Regions from separate parts of the Mus musculus genome. Here regions 1, 2, 3 and 4 are each linked to region 5. The links are chromatin contacts, called in public Hi-C, HiCAR-type and promoter capture Hi-C maps. All regions are on one chromosome and are shown on one strand. Each heading gives the region's core, a stretch centred on a gene start, on an enhancer-like site or on the middle of the called end of the contact. The rest is flanking DNA. Distances are from core to core; before and after follow the strand shown. Region 1 has its middle 190 kb from the start of Gm35111. Region 2 has its middle 130 kb from the start of Gm35111. Region 3 has its middle 180 kb from the start of Gm41013. Region 4 has its middle 130 kb from the start of Gm41013. Region 5 holds the start of Vcan (versican).

Evidence for each region. Promoter capture Hi-C pulls out the DNA fragments that hold promoters and counts their contacts. A called contact is a pair of places that touch in the nucleus more often than the background predicts. HiCAR-type assays count read pairs that join an accessible place to other places.
Region 1: a contact with region 5 is called in a promoter capture Hi-C map of 3T3-L1-derived adipocytes, with 4 times the contacts expected there. The contact joins the enhancer-like site here to the promoter of Vcan in region 5. A contact is called at or near these places in 11 of 39 promoter capture datasets (the 3T3-L1 cell line, 3T3-L1-derived adipocytes, the C10 cell line and 7 more), 5 of 484 Hi-C or Micro-C datasets (the 3T3-L1 cell line, 3T3-L1-derived adipocytes, adipose-derived mesenchymal stem cells and 2 more), 9 of 115 datasets of contacts at active chromatin or transcription factors (cardiomyocytes, craniofacial prominence, embryonic basal ganglia and 6 more) and 1 of 9 other capture datasets (adipose tissue).
Region 2: a Hi-C map of the N1E-115 cell line shows a contact between it and region 5, with 4 times the contacts expected there. The contact joins the enhancer-like site here to the promoter of Vcan in region 5. A contact is called at or near these places in 5 of 39 promoter capture datasets (the 3T3-L1 cell line, the C10 cell line, cranial neural crest and 2 more), 4 of 484 Hi-C or Micro-C datasets (the N1E-115 cell line, nephron progenitors and uterus) and 7 of 115 datasets of contacts at active chromatin or transcription factors (cardiomyocytes, differentiating embryonic stem cells, embryonic forebrain and 3 more).
Region 3: a contact with region 5 is called in a HiCAR-type map of astrocytes, with 5 times the contacts expected there. The contact joins the enhancer-like site here to the promoter of Vcan in region 5. A contact is called at or near these places in 14 of 39 promoter capture datasets (the 3T3-L1 cell line, the C10 cell line, the HPC-7 cell line and 9 more), 1 of 15 datasets of contacts at CTCF or cohesin (pro-B cells), 8 of 484 Hi-C or Micro-C datasets (the 3T3-L1 cell line, 3T3-L1-derived adipocytes, the Ba/F3 cell line and 4 more), 8 of 115 datasets of contacts at active chromatin or transcription factors (astrocytes, bone marrow-derived dendritic cells, craniofacial prominence and 5 more) and 3 of 9 other capture datasets (embryonic stem cells, liver and macrophages).
Region 4: a contact with region 5 is called in a promoter capture Hi-C map of second pharyngeal arch cranial neural crest, with 4 times the contacts expected there. The contact joins the enhancer-like site here to the promoter of Vcan in region 5. A contact is called at or near these places in 10 of 39 promoter capture datasets (the 3T3-L1 cell line, the C10 cell line, the HPC-7 cell line and 7 more), 1 of 484 Hi-C or Micro-C datasets (bone marrow-derived macrophages), 11 of 115 datasets of contacts at active chromatin or transcription factors (astrocytes, bone marrow-derived macrophages, cardiomyocytes and 8 more) and 1 of 9 other capture datasets (adipose tissue).

Annotation. Positions count from the first base shown.
Region 1 is chr13:90,356,969-90,359,724 of GRCm38.p6, forward strand. No RefSeq gene overlaps it. Among named protein-coding and RNA genes, the nearest start is that of Gm35111, 190 kb to the right of the region's middle. Within about 2 kb of position 1,268, at least 25 of the 459 cell types and tissues checked have an H3K27ac peak or open chromatin away from gene starts, as enhancers often do. A contact at or near this core is called in 3T3-L1-derived adipocytes and embryonic basal ganglia, where this site is marked.
Region 2 is chr13:90,419,930-90,422,641 of GRCm38.p6, forward strand. No RefSeq gene overlaps it. Among named protein-coding and RNA genes, the nearest start is that of Gm35111, 130 kb to the right of the region's middle. Within about 2 kb of position 1,277, at least 34 of the 459 cell types and tissues checked have an H3K27ac peak or open chromatin away from gene starts, as enhancers often do. A contact at or near this core is called in the N1E-115 cell line and embryonic limb bud, where this site is marked.
Region 3 is chr13:90,339,484-90,342,183 of GRCm38.p6, forward strand. No RefSeq gene overlaps it. Among named protein-coding and RNA genes, the nearest start is that of Gm41013, 180 kb to the left of the region's middle. Within about 2 kb of position 1,323, at least 7 of the 459 cell types and tissues checked have an H3K27ac peak or open chromatin away from gene starts, as enhancers often do.
Region 4 is chr13:90,293,189-90,296,016 of GRCm38.p6, forward strand. No RefSeq gene overlaps it. Among named protein-coding and RNA genes, the nearest start is that of Gm41013, 130 kb to the left of the region's middle. Within about 2 kb of position 1,348, at least 15 of the 459 cell types and tissues checked have an H3K27ac peak or open chromatin away from gene starts, as enhancers often do. A contact at or near this core is called in neural tube and second pharyngeal arch cranial neural crest, where this site is marked.
Region 5 is chr13:89,741,140-89,743,859 of GRCm38.p6, forward strand. Vcan (versican) reads right to left here and starts at 1,373. Exons shown (of 15, transcript NM_001081249.1): 1 at 934-1,373. The region is part of intron 1 of Gm4117 (a long non-coding RNA gene); the gene reads left to right.

The DNA.
Region 1 (2,756 bases), core at 18-2,517, 620 kb after region 5:
AACGAATGTGTTCAGCTGGGAAGATCTAAGGAACACCAAATCCCCGTCTTTGGTAGCATTCCATGGTTCGTGGTTCATCTGCCCCACTCAAAGGCAGCAGTGTCTGGTTGAGACATTCTTGTATTGTGGCATCACTGCAATGTCCTCTTCCACACTTCTCCACACAACCCTCTCAAAGGGACATTTCCAAACTACATTGAACCTATAACGATGATCACACTTAACATCCTACTATGGTCACTGTTATTTGTCAACTTGACAAAATGTAGAATCACTTGAGAGAAGGGCCTCTGGATGTCCTTGGGAAGGATTCTCATGTTTACATTAATAGAGGTGGGAAGCCTCTCCATAGTGTGGGACACCATCCAGTGATGGAGACCTCAACCCTATGAATGAAGAAGCAGAAATGAGTTAAAGAGTCCATTCTTCCATCTTTGCTTTCCTATTGAGAATCTGCGGTAACCATTTGCTTAAAGCTCTTTATGCTATAGAGAATGTGAGGTGACCACGTGCTTCAAGCTCCTCAACTGCCTTGGTTTCTCTTCTACAATGCATCGTGAGCCAGAATATACCTTCTGTTGGGGCGGAAGAGGCTGCTGCTCATGTGTATGTGCTGTTTATGCAGTATGTTGGAGCTGACAATTTGGGAAAGTCTACAGTGTGGCTATAAAGGCCTGACAGCTGATGAACCTCCCATACCAATTCTAGAGTTTCAAAAGGCCTGAGATGGACCCATGCAGAAGACAGAGGAGAGAGATGGCACAGTTGAAGCAGTCAGGCAGAAACTCACCTTCCATTGCTGTTTTTGTTCTGTTCAGATCCTCTAAGATTTTGATGCTTCCCACTCTCCTGGAAAGGGTCATCTCTTTTTCTAGTTTCATCAGCTCCACTGACAGTCTTCCAGGTCACCCTCATGAGGTATATTGATATACATTAACTAACCATGTTACCTTGGTTATCTAGCTACCCCATGGCCTGCTCAATCTAAACCATGAAATTAATCAGTGCAACACTCATAAATATAATTCTGGTACAGAGCAAAAAAATAAATAAATAAGTAAACAAACAAACAAACAAATAAATAAATAAATAAATAAATAAGGGGGGACTCAAGAGTATGAGTTGACTTTGAAGCACAGCTGGGACAAAAAAAATTGAGCTTGATTTTGGCTTCTCACTTATTCTTTCCCTGAATTTTATGGGCAGTTCAGGATCTGTTTTCTTTCTCCATTCCTTTGAATCATGATGAATATTTGAATTCCCTCACTTTGTGCCAAATAGCACATTCCTTATGCTAAATTCATTCAGTGAGTACTAGAGCATACTAAATATATATAATTAGTCTTACTAAAAGCCTGAAAGCTAGCTGTCTATGCGTCTATTTTACATGGCATGTGATGAGCATATTGTAAATGCAGACTGGGCCCCTAGTGTGCCTTGCTGCTGTTTGCCACAGATCCACAGTATATTTCTACAGTGTAGCATTCACAAGCCAACAAAAGAAAACTCACTCAGGGGAAAGCAGATTGTTATCTTTGGTCTAGAAGTGTGAATGACTGGAATGCAAATATTTCTGTGTTTAAATTTTTCTAAAAACCTTTCTATTTGATCAGATTTTTTTCCTCCTGGATCCCATATGCATTAATTATATACATGTTTAACTCTTCAAACAACACTTGGCACATACCAAGGCTATATTTGTTTTTCTTGTTGTTGTTGCTTTAGACTTTTAAAACATGGCATTATAGCTTGTCACTTTATTGGAAAGGTTTTCCATGTGTCAAAGGATGGACAGAGACAATAGAGTGCCAAGTTTGAATCCTCTTAGTTTATAGTTTATTTAGGATTGAAGACAGTGCTCTGTTTTCAGAATATAAGAGTTAATTTTCTAACCATGCCTTCACTGTAACAGAGCAGGAAATGTAAAGAATAGATATTTTACAAATGAATAGTAGATATGCTTTTGGGTGTTTTATGGAGATAGTGAACAAAGAAATCATTGAGAAGCATTTACTGAACAATGTATGCAGAACTGAAGAGTGGATGAAGTGAGCCCTTACCTCAAACACTGTCAGGTTTTGTTCAAAAGTGACAGCGTGCTTCGTAACAGTGTCCTGTACATGTGGCCCATCTCTGTCACTATAGCACAAGAAGTTTGTGCTGACAGGACTGTCTGTGACCCTTGGCAGTGGAGGCAGTGGATTGGTAATACATGCAATATCTTAATGGAGTAAAAAGTATCATCCACAAGTGGTTAAACTTATCTACAGGGCACCATTCAGTGACAGATAATGAACAAAAGATTCTTTTTGAAAATACTAATTGCTTATTTTTAAATTTTGTCTTAACTGTGCTTTTTGAGATGTATTCAGAGGTTTGTAACTCTGCAAAAAAGAAAGAAAGAAAGAAAGAAAGAGAGAGAGAGAGAGAAAGAAAGAAAAGAAAAAAGAAGGAGAGAAAGAAAAAAGGAAGAAACAAAGAAAGAAAAGACAAGCATTGAGTCTGTGATATATTTGGGGCTATTGAATAGAATGTTTGTCCTAGCCCTGTGTATCTACATTTCTAAGTGACTTTGACTCTGGCTCCAAGCTGGCGAGCCTTGGGGGGGTTCTGCCTTCCAACCCCATTATTTCAAAATGTGAGGATGGGGTTCTAGAGAGACTGAAGTGCCTGGCTAGCATTACGTCATTTCTTAGACACAGAAGCTGGACGAGAAGACTGGTGTTTAGTTCTTTCCACGGCATTAACTTTTACTT
Region 2 (2,712 bases), core at 27-2,526, 680 kb after region 5:
CAGGAAAATGCACAGACAATCTCCAAATGCCTGGAGGCCAAGGAGTTTGAAAGCACATGAAATATGAGGGAGGACCGCCTAGCAATGCAGAGTGATGACCTGCCTATAGACAAATATGTTCCAGGCAAAGGTGAATGACTTTTAGGTGGATACTAAGCAGGAGACTCCCAATGCTGATGGGAAGGCAATTAAATGTTTACCTCGTTCTTCTTTAACTATCTGAAAAGACTTCCAAGTTACTTACATTAAAACCTTACGCCTAGAACAGGCTACTCGAAATTATATCACCAGAATTCAATGTATTAATGTAGATGACCTCTGCCTGTGGCCAAATACAAAGTAACGCACAAATGACCCTTTATTTACTGGGTCAACAATTATGTTAGATTATTAAACAACCAAACTAAACATGTAGTTCTCAATGTGTTCACAGTGCGATAAAACTGTTTAAATTATTTTTCACGTGAATTTAAACAAAAATCCTAGGCTTACTTTTGCTCAGCTGGTTTGAGATCCCCCATGAGAATCTTCATGTTAATCACATGATTTCAGTATTGCTCATTCTGGTGTCAAGGCAGCATATCATTTGGGATGAATTTCTTTCAAGAAATAGCCCTCTCAACTCTCTCTTATTTTAAATGATAGAAACATCTTCCACACCACATTGCGGATGGTGATTGGATGGAGCTAACACCAGTGAGAAGATGATGAAGTCTTCTAAGAAAAACACGCTTTTGTCAACTTTGCCCATACAGCAAATATTCTGAAAAGATAACATGCAGGCTTTTAAAAAATGTTTTCTTTTATTTCCTGAAAACTTTATCAGACTTTTTAAAAAATGGCATTAAATAGCAATATATAACCAACAGAAACATTTCCTCCCAAATAGTTTTTATGTTATCTTGGGCTGAAAATCTTAAAATTTCAAGTAGAGACTTCCTCTTTGCCCTGGGTTAATCAATGACCTTTGGTTTTTCAGAAAAGAAAAGACATCTGCAACTGTTAGGTCAGACTCAAATACATTAGAAATGGCATTACCAGGTGATGGTAAGGCTGCAAAGCAGAGCTTACAGTTTCCTGCTTCCCTGGGCAATAGGACTGCCTTTCTGCCCCTTTGAAAGCTTTTCACATCTGGCTGGTACTGAATGAATCTACTGTCAGACTCCAGCTTCTACGGTACCTGGCTTCTTATGAATTAATTACATGTTCAGAACAGAGGACTTAGAGGCGTCTGGGGACCTGCGGCTGAGTTCACAAAGTCTCCTTTAAACAAAGGAGGCTCTGTCTCTGCTTACACTCAGACACTCATTGAGGAAGTGAGTATGATTGTGGCTGTGTTGGGGATCCCTTATTTAATAAAGCCAGTGGTGATTGGACCGACATTTTTCCTAAATGTCTTCTTGTATATTGACCATAAAGGAGGTTATCTTTGTTCCATTTGTCCTTTGTACAGTTTTCAAACATGGTTCTTAAGATTAGTGTGAAAGAAAAGAAAATGCTAAGACTGTTTTTGGATGATGTGTGTGTGTGCATATGTACGTGTGAATATGTATATGTGTGTGTTCAGTGTATGTTTGTATAAGTATATATATATATGTGTGTGTGTGTATACACACATATACATATATATCTGTATATATGTATATATGTGTGTGTGTTTTCAGTATATATATGTATGCATATGTGTGTATATGTATGTATGTGTATACATGTATGTGTGTATATATGTGTTTCTATCTATCTATCTATCTATCTATCTATCTATCTATCTATCTATCTATCTATATCCATGTATGTGTGTGTTTAGTTTTTATAAGAACTGAAGGAAAACAGAGGTATTCTCCAGACAGGGAAGCTGGAGATGAGCTACTCAGCCTCAGATGACAAGACTTCTATTTGGATGTTTTTTGCCTTCTGGCTAGAGTGGCTAGCTTCCTACTTGGACAGCTCTAGATAATAATAGAGTAATCTATGATCACAGCATATCTCATAGTTTCCATTCCAGAGCCTAAGTCCCAAAAAGGGAGAAATGGTTTAGATCATTGTTAAGAAAAACCAAAATTGTTCCAAGTGTGTTTCAAGAGGGCCAGAGTTTGCTCCAAGTTAATAGCTAAACTTTGTTATGTTGTCCAAGTGGTACTGAGTTCAGAGCCATGAAGCCTACAAGAGGAAAGGGATCATGGAATCTTGCTGAACTGTTTAAAGGAGCTGCTGAATCCAGGCATGTGGCAGAGGAGTCCCTGCATAAAGGCCCTGAGGGGCCAGTGTATGTAGTTTTAGACATGTAGCCAGGGTTGCATTGGAGAATCCAAGATGTTGGAGTCCTCGGGTCTGTAGGACACTTTCAAGGAAGCTACATACAGGGAGTGCAGGCAGCCCATAAAAGAGATGTGTCTTGTAATCAGCCAAGCTACAAGGGCAGAGCTATCTGAGCCTGTTGACACTGGATGTAAAACTACAGGATTTGTAGTTTGCCCTCTTGGGTTTTAGTCTTGCTTTGTTTGAGTATTTTCACACTGTGTCCTCATTTCTCCTTTTTTTGGAGTGGTAATGTAATCTGCACCACTATATGCTGGAAATATTTCGTTGCTTTTTGATTTTGCAGGAGGTTCTAGTTAACAAGGACACTGAAGGACTCTGAGGACTTATGAAATTTAACTAAATATGCGTTCTTTATGATTGTGCCATAAGACTATAGGAGGCAATGAGTAG
Region 3 (2,700 bases), core at 73-2,572, 600 kb after region 5:
AGAGGAACTTCCTGGATTTTGAGAAGAAATACCAGGTAGAACAACTCACTGTGCCTGAAGCACAGACAACCTACTGTTTCTGCCATAGTAACAGAGATTGTATCTTATTTTAGTATCTTATTTTATTCTATAACCTTTCAAGATTTTCAGCCAATGGATTAATTCTGACAATGTAGGAATGATAACAATCTGCTGGTTCTGTTTATCAAATCATTAAATCTTAGCAGTTCTTTTGATTCACTGGCCATTTATGGTTTCTTACATGCTTTGAATATATTACCTGTAAGTGTGGAAACAATGTTTTCTGTTCCTTTCATTTCCTTCACAAAATCAGAACAATATGTGTGTATTATAAATAGCTATTTTATAGCAGAAGAAGGTTGAATATGTTTTTTAAGTTCTTTTGTAAATATCTGGTTTCAAGAAAGAGAAAAATTAAAAGTATAAACACCAATAAAATTTTCTTTCATGAGAATTTTACTATTGATCTTTAAGTCAATAACTGACTTCTTTATATTAGAAGCTAATGGCATTAATTCTAGAGGCTTGATTCTATGTTACTGGTATAATAAGTAAGCCTAATGTATTTATTTTATAGTTATGGACACAGTTTTTGTAAGGGTAGTCTTGGGTACATTTGGAAGCAGAAATGAAGGAAATGTTTAAAACAATCAGAGACCAATAATGAGCTTCTAATTCATGAAAGTTATTTAACTCAGATTCATTCTTCATGTGTGTTTTTTTGAGAGTCTAACAGGTTGCCTTTACCCACTTCAATGTGTAGTAGAAGCCTAGGACGAGAAGAGGCTCATTTCCTGTTGCTGACATCAATTGCTTAGTTGGACAATGTTTAAATACTGCAGTATACAGGAAAAAGTTGTTTCTTGTATTTTCATTTTTCCACTAAGGCTTAAATTAAATATAAACAGTTTTATATTTATCATGGAAGAGACAGTTAAACCAGTACTAAGTGGCTATTGAGGCCACTCTAGAGAGCCACACATTTCTATTATCCTCCTAACTGAGTACACTATAACTCTATTTTTTACAACTCTAAGAAATCTATAATTTTGTTAATGCATTTGTTCAACTTCTTTTCAAGAATCTTGTGCCATTAACTCAATTTGTAAGATTTCTATTTGTATTAGCCTACCCAAATGTATGTTGGGAATTGTTTATGAGATTATTGTTCCTGGTAACTGCAAGTGAAACAGCTATTGTTGCTAATTAATATTCCTAGGAGAGAGAGGAGGAAGCTGCTTGGACTCATCACATACAGCACAGGGCTAGGCTGTTGCATCCATCCTTTGGGACTGTCTTTAAGTTTCCTATATCTGTGCTGTTCAGAACATTGGTATTGCAAAAGAAGAGCAAAGGGAGCCAATTCCAATTAATATGGCTGACCACGTTCCCCAGGGAAAAGCAGAAAACAGCTTCAAAAACGTCACAGGCTGAATTTTCTAGGAATTGTGCATTGGTGTGGATACCTGGGATTCAGCCAATTGTCAACAGTATATAAATCCCATGATGTATAGCAAAGGAATGTTGGAGAAGTTAGGGTAGTCCTTTCCCTAGAGACACAACTGGAGAAAGTTAGGCTGCTGAAAGTAACATTAAAAAAAATACCCTACTGTTTCTCCTAGCTAATTCAGCACACTATACCCCCACATTCCCATCTGATACCCCGAGAATAAGTGAATGACCTCCTAGAATAGAATCAAGAACATTTTTTTATATTTTTATACTGTAACAGGTTTTATATTCGTCAAAAAGGAAAGATAAAATAATTAATGCAAGTTTGGAACAACAAACTCTTCAGACACTTAATTTATTTTTCCTGTGGAGAGTGGGTTGCTTTTGCCTTTGCCCTTCTCCCATCTCTTATCGTTGCATGTTTTAGTGTGCTTTTTGGTCTTCACTCATTCAGATGTTAATGTACGGCTGAGATGTATTTTCCTGATTAACACAATGTGCATTTCTGGGTCTGCTCACGCAGCAATAAGAACAGAACTGTCCTAATTATTCAGTATATTGTGGCACATCACTTAGGGTAATCAGCAAATGACTTCATTCTGCCTGTACGTGTGTGTGTGTGTGTGTGTGTGTGTGTGTGTGCATGTGCGTGTATGCATGCGCACACACACTTAAGTGGTTGAATAAAACTGAGAGCTGAGAAAATGATCAAAACCATTTGTGGTAGGTCTTTGGCAAGGGGTTTGGTAAGCATTTCCCAAGTATTTATGCATTAACATATAGATACTGAACACTGGTCCAGAGTAGATAAGCCGCCCAGTGATTAGATAGACTTAGGAAATGTACACACTTGAGACTGATTAAGAACCTTCGAGAAGTCCCTAACTAAGCAAACATCCGTGGTTTTGTCTGACATAAACTTTCTTACAGATATCAGACAGGAGAGCAGCTTTTCTTCCATATAAAAGCTACAAACAGGCCTGGGGTGATAGTTCAGTTGGTAAAGTGAATGGTGTGCACGTATAAGGATACAAGTATCAGCCTCAGAAACCACGTGGAAAAAAATGTGATATAATCCCAGAGTGGGAGAGCTGCAGGCACATTCCCGGGGCTCACTTACCAGCCTGATCAGCCTACTGGTGAGATCTAGGCCAGTGACAGACTTTGTTTTAAAAAAATGTAGATGCTACCTAAGGAATGCCACCCCAGATTGTGCAGGAAGGAGAG
Region 4 (2,828 bases), core at 98-2,597, 550 kb after region 5:
CACTCAGAGCGTTACCTGGTGCAGAGAACTTTAAAGCTCTTACTATTCCTGCTTATTCAAATTTGTTCTATTCCCCCTGCCCCTTATACACACACACACAGACACAAACAGAGAGCTACACACACACACACACACACACACACCTGTCTGAGTAAAGAGATAAATCTATGACACAGGTAAATGTTTGCAGAGTAGAAGTAGAAAACCATTCAGAAGTAGAGAGTACACTTCTAATCCACATTCAGTATCTCACAGTCTTTGAGTCTTTGAGCCACTTGAGTGATTGATAACAATCTTCTGTTTGGTTCTTAAGATGTGTGTCTTTTTCTTTGGATAAGTATTCATTGTCCTGTCTGGTAAATTATCAACTTTGAACATACAACAGTAATGAATAAATGCCCCCTTGTTTCCGATGGTTTTTCTTTTTCTACTTCTCTATCTTTCTGGCAATTTTGTTCAGATTAAACATAAAACTAAACTAAAATGCCAAACATAAATACCTTAGGAAAGAAAGACAAAAAAACAGAGGCAAATATTACAGTAGATTTAATGTGAGAGATTCACTATTCCATACACTGCATCGTTTGGTGGCCCAGCAACCCACCGAGTGTGTGTGCTGAGGAAGATCCTATTATTATCTCAATTTTACAGATTAGTACTTGTATCTCAAAAGATGTAAAGGAAGGTCACACAGCTAGCAATTTGCATGGTTAGGACTGAAGCCAGGAAGTCTTAATCACCATGCCGCACTGTATGCTGAAATTACCTTAAATTACTTAGTTCAGTGAAAAGCATGTTGTCTATTATATACACAGTTAATGCATGTCATATAATGCTCAAGTATTACAATAAAAATGACTTAGATGCTTGATTGAAAAGATATTTAGAATATCCTCATGTACGTCTCCAAGAAAATGTAATTCAGCAGGTTAAAGCTACCACCCACAATTGCACAATATCACTTTACAGGAAAAAAAAATCTAAGCTGTTGGATTTTCCCCTGGATAATTAGTAATAAAGCACTCACTGCTTGTCCAGACAACCCATGTTTATTGGTCCCTCTGAGACAGACAAGAAAAAGAAGAGGGGGCGGTGTTTATATAGAGAAAGAAGGTATGAGAAGGACCTGGGGAAAGAGGACGCCAAGAGGCTTCCCCCTCAGGAAAATGAGCTTGCCCTCTTTTGTTCCCATTTTAAATGATGTAGCATCCTCTGCCTTTTTCTTGCTTCCATTAACCTCCCTGGGGTAAAATGAGAGCCACAACAGCCAATTAGGGAACCTTGGAAGCTAAGGAGGGTGCCTTGAGCCCTTTTTGTCCTTTAGGAAACAATTCTCTGCTTCAAGGTGGTTTTAATTGCCTCCACCCCTTTCTTTCTCTCTCCTTCCTCCCTCACGTTCCTTTCAATCATGTTCCTGGTCCCAGCGCTTGTGAATTAGCCAGAAAGCGAAAAGCGCTAATAAGCTTCCACCCAGGTGTTTTGAATTAATATCCTGACAAAACTCGACTATTCTTTTGGGATTTGCTAGTTCTCCTTGCCAAACTCTGCATTTACAAACATGTTTCACCAGATGCGCCCCTTGAACCACCTGCATCCAGGTCACTGGGGGTTGCTTTAAAGAGGATGGTCCTGGACAAGCCCCCAGATATGCTCTATTAGTATGTTACAGGGGAAGCTGGGAAATAACCTTTCCTGGGAATGCTCGCATATATTGCAATTTCAAAATCCCTGCTTTGGAACGTACCAAGCACGTTTATACATTCATTTGCAGGCTAAAATGACAAATTATCTGCAAGTTTCATTTTCTGCTCTTTTCTATGATGTCACTGCTTTCCTCATGCATCTTGCGCTTAAAAATCAGTAGATTCTCCTGTGGGACTGCTGGATAAGCCGCAGACCAAATAACCAAGTGAAAGATAAGAAGAAGCCAATGACCGAAGCCTTCCTGAAAAAACCAAAAGTCTGTAAAGATGTCAGAAGCTTTCTTGGGAGGACCCTAGTGTGGAGGGGCTTACTGGTGTCTCTTTGTATGGTGCTATTTGGCTGGCTTTGTTGTCAGCTTGACACAAGCTAGAGTCTTCAAGAGACAGGAGTCTCTAATGAGGAAATGCCTCCAAGGTATCCAGCCCATTGTGGGTGGTGTCATCCTCAGACTAGTAGTTCTGGGTTCCAAGTCAGGCTGGCTGAGCAAGCCAGGGGAGGCAAACCAGGAGGCAGGCACCAACCCTCCATGGCCTCTGCCTCAGCTCCTGCCTCCAGATTCCTGCCCTGCTTGAGTTCTTGTCCTGACTTCCTCTAATGATGGATTGTGACCTGGAAGTGTAAGCCAAATAAACCCTTTTCCTTCCACCTTGATTTGGTCACAGTGATTTGTATAAGCAATCAAAAACCCTGACTAAGTCTAAACACCTAAATCATGACTGAGTCCAAGCTCAGCTTTGTCATTGGCCTCAGACTCCTCATCTCAAAACTGGGGAAAAGAAAATGCCTACCTTCAGGTGTTATTTCTGGGGTAAGGGATTTAACTCAACTGGCTTGCTTAGACTATGACCTTGATTCATAGTACTGTTACCTAAGGTGAAGTTCAGTCTGAAAGCTGTAATTCTGAAGATAGAGAAATGGCTCAGTAGTTGAGAGCATTTGTCGCTTCTGTAAAGGGCCAGATGTTCCCAAAATTCAGATCAGGACACATACAATGAATTCCTGCTTCAGGAGATCCAGTGCCCTCTTCTGGCCCACACATATATGCATATACACACATGCTATCACACCTGCATATAAATAAAAATAAAATACAGCTTTAAAACCATCAAGAAAACTGTAATTCA
Region 5 (2,720 bases), core at 123-2,622:
CCACGCCACCTTTGTCTGGAGAATCTATGGGTCCTGGTTTGCTAGTAAAGATTGGGGGACAAGCCTTCATTTCGTTTTCCAGAGCGAGGGGGGAGATACTGCACACCCCTCCAGTTCAGGGAAAGCTTTCCCGCCCAGGAGCCTCCCAGACCTCTACGGTGTTCCAACAACCCCACCCCCATCCAATGCGCCTTCCCGGCTGGCTCGGGAGCACCACGCGCAGGACAAAAGAACACAGGGGCAACGTGAGAGAGCTTTGACAGCCCTCAAGTCATCAAAGAAAAGCAGCCCCAGGACCCTACCCAACCCCTGCCAGATAGCCTCCCACATTGCCTGAGGGGTTGGGGGAAAGGGTCATGTCCGTGCAGGTCCTGGGCCGCTAAAGTATCCTGCTGCCTTGTCAGGAGCTGCCCAGAGGTGACTTTCCAGGAACCAAAGATACTGACCACACACACGGAGCCAGGAAACCAGGTGGTCTGCCCTAAGGTGGTTTCAGGGGCTTGCATTTGGGCAAGTTTGGGGACTCTCCATTCAAACTTTTGCCTCGACCACTTTAAAGAGAACAAAATCAAGGTGTGAGGAGTCCATTCCATTCCTCCAACTCAAGATAGCAGGACTTTTCTAGGATTTCGCTACAAAATCCCTTCCCCCTATTCGGTTTGTCCTTTTCCTCTACCCCACCCCGGACTTCTTTTGTCTAGCTCTTTTTCAGCACCAAGGTCTATCTGAATTCATCTCTTTAACAAGTTACCTTCATGTTTGAAAGTGCGCACATTTTTCTAACTTCGCCTTACAGCTAGTCCTCTTGGCTTTAATTAAAGCCCTCTTCCAATTACAATGTGAGTCTTTCCCCCTACTAAGCTGGACGGTTTTCTTTTCCCAACAAGTTTTCCCTCTTTCTTTTAAATGGGGGAACAAAAGAAAAGTGATTACCTTGAAAGGCGGCTTACTGCAGTTTTCGGGGTGGAAATTCACTGCTGAGCTGTGAGAAAGGGCTCCGCGTTGCCCCGGAAGATCACATAGGAAGCGCGGTGGCCTGGGGAAGGGTGCAGCGAGTGCGGGACAGAGCTGGAGAGGAGAGAGGATGCGCTGGTAGCGGCAGATCCTTGTCCCAGCGCTTGGCCACAGCACCTAATGCTCACAGCTGCTGCGCCCGCGCTCCTTGAGTTCTTCGCCCAGAAAGGCTCGGGGCAGCTCGCCTGCAAGTTCAAATGCGGGTTGTGACACCCACCGTCATTATATCACTGTACCGTCAGAGCCGAGGAGGAGACTCAGCGAGAAGGAGGAGGGAGAGGAGGAGGAGGGTTCATTCACAGGCTCCTGAAGAGCTCCGTAGCTCAGTCACTCCAAAGAGCCCAAGCTTGGAAACAGGCGGAGGGGCGGAAAGGAGCTCCCTCAGCCTGCGGTAGGGACCGCCTGCCTCCCTGGCCAGGCACTCCCACCTCTCAGCGTTTCTTCCTGATGAGAAGTACCAATCGGCTGGGGGTGGGGGGAATCCGTGCTCCTCATTCAACGACTCGGTACCACCTCGCTGTGCAGTCTCAAACAACTGCCTTCCCACCCATCCCCACCCCACCCCCTCTTCCCCGCCCTGGGCTGCTACTTCTGAATTAGGGGAAAGGAGTCCCCAGGCTCTGCTGCGGCCAGCAAGCACAGAGCAATTAAGTATGGTCAGTCCTTAGGAGCGGACGGGACTCTATAACATCAGCCAAGAACTTGCGTATAATGTGTTTAATGCGACCACGGAGCTTGCTCGTCCCATCAGAAGAGGTGTCAGGCTCAATGCTCCTGCCAACCTGAAAGAGATACTGAGAAAGTGAGATCCCAAGCCCCAGGGAGACGCAAAAGCTTTTCGTGACTGCTCTCCCTAGGGAACTGCCCAATGGGGAGCCCGCGGCATCAGGCCCTACACAAAGACCCTGGCAATAAAGGGTTGGACAGGAAATCCCCCCAAGCAATCCCTTGTCCCATTCAAAGAGAATCCTTTCTCTGACACAAATCCGCGTCTTTCCTTAAATGTATTTCGCTTCCTTCCTTCTTCCATACCTCTGTCTTTCACAGGATATCTTGCAGAATTTTCTGCCTAACTCAGATTTCTTTGACTTACCAGTCTTTCCATGTTGTCTGGAAATGGAATCTTTCACGTTCGCAATTTTTTTTTTCCCCTACTCAGGCTTATCCATCGATGTAAACAACATCAATATAGAGAAGCACACCCTTCACTGAATCACAAAAGACTCCATTAGGACCTTAAAGAGCAAAGGGTCAAACAGTTAATACAAAGGATTTCTGACCCTCACAAAAGGGCGACTTTGAATTTTCCGTTACGTTGAAGTCTAGTATGAGTTTCTAGAGAGAGGACAAAATAAGTTCGCAAGACATGTCGAAGTAACTCTCAGGGTACTGAAACAATTACAAACTTTTCCTCCTACACCAATATGGAAATATCCTTGTAATTATTGACTCTGAATGTTTTGCTTAGAGAATGACATCAAACACAGGGCTTCAGAAACGGTAGTGATTAACGCAGAGAGTTTGTCTTTACCCTGGATTTCTTTAATTAGATTGGCTGCCAACCACAGTTCTAAAGTTGTAACCTAGACCCTTCTGCATGTGGGCTCCTTTTCTAAGGTTTGTAGATTCAATATGATCATAGATCTTAAGTGATAAACATGTGGTAGGATTATCAGTACAATTTCATCCCCCGGTGTGTATTTCAT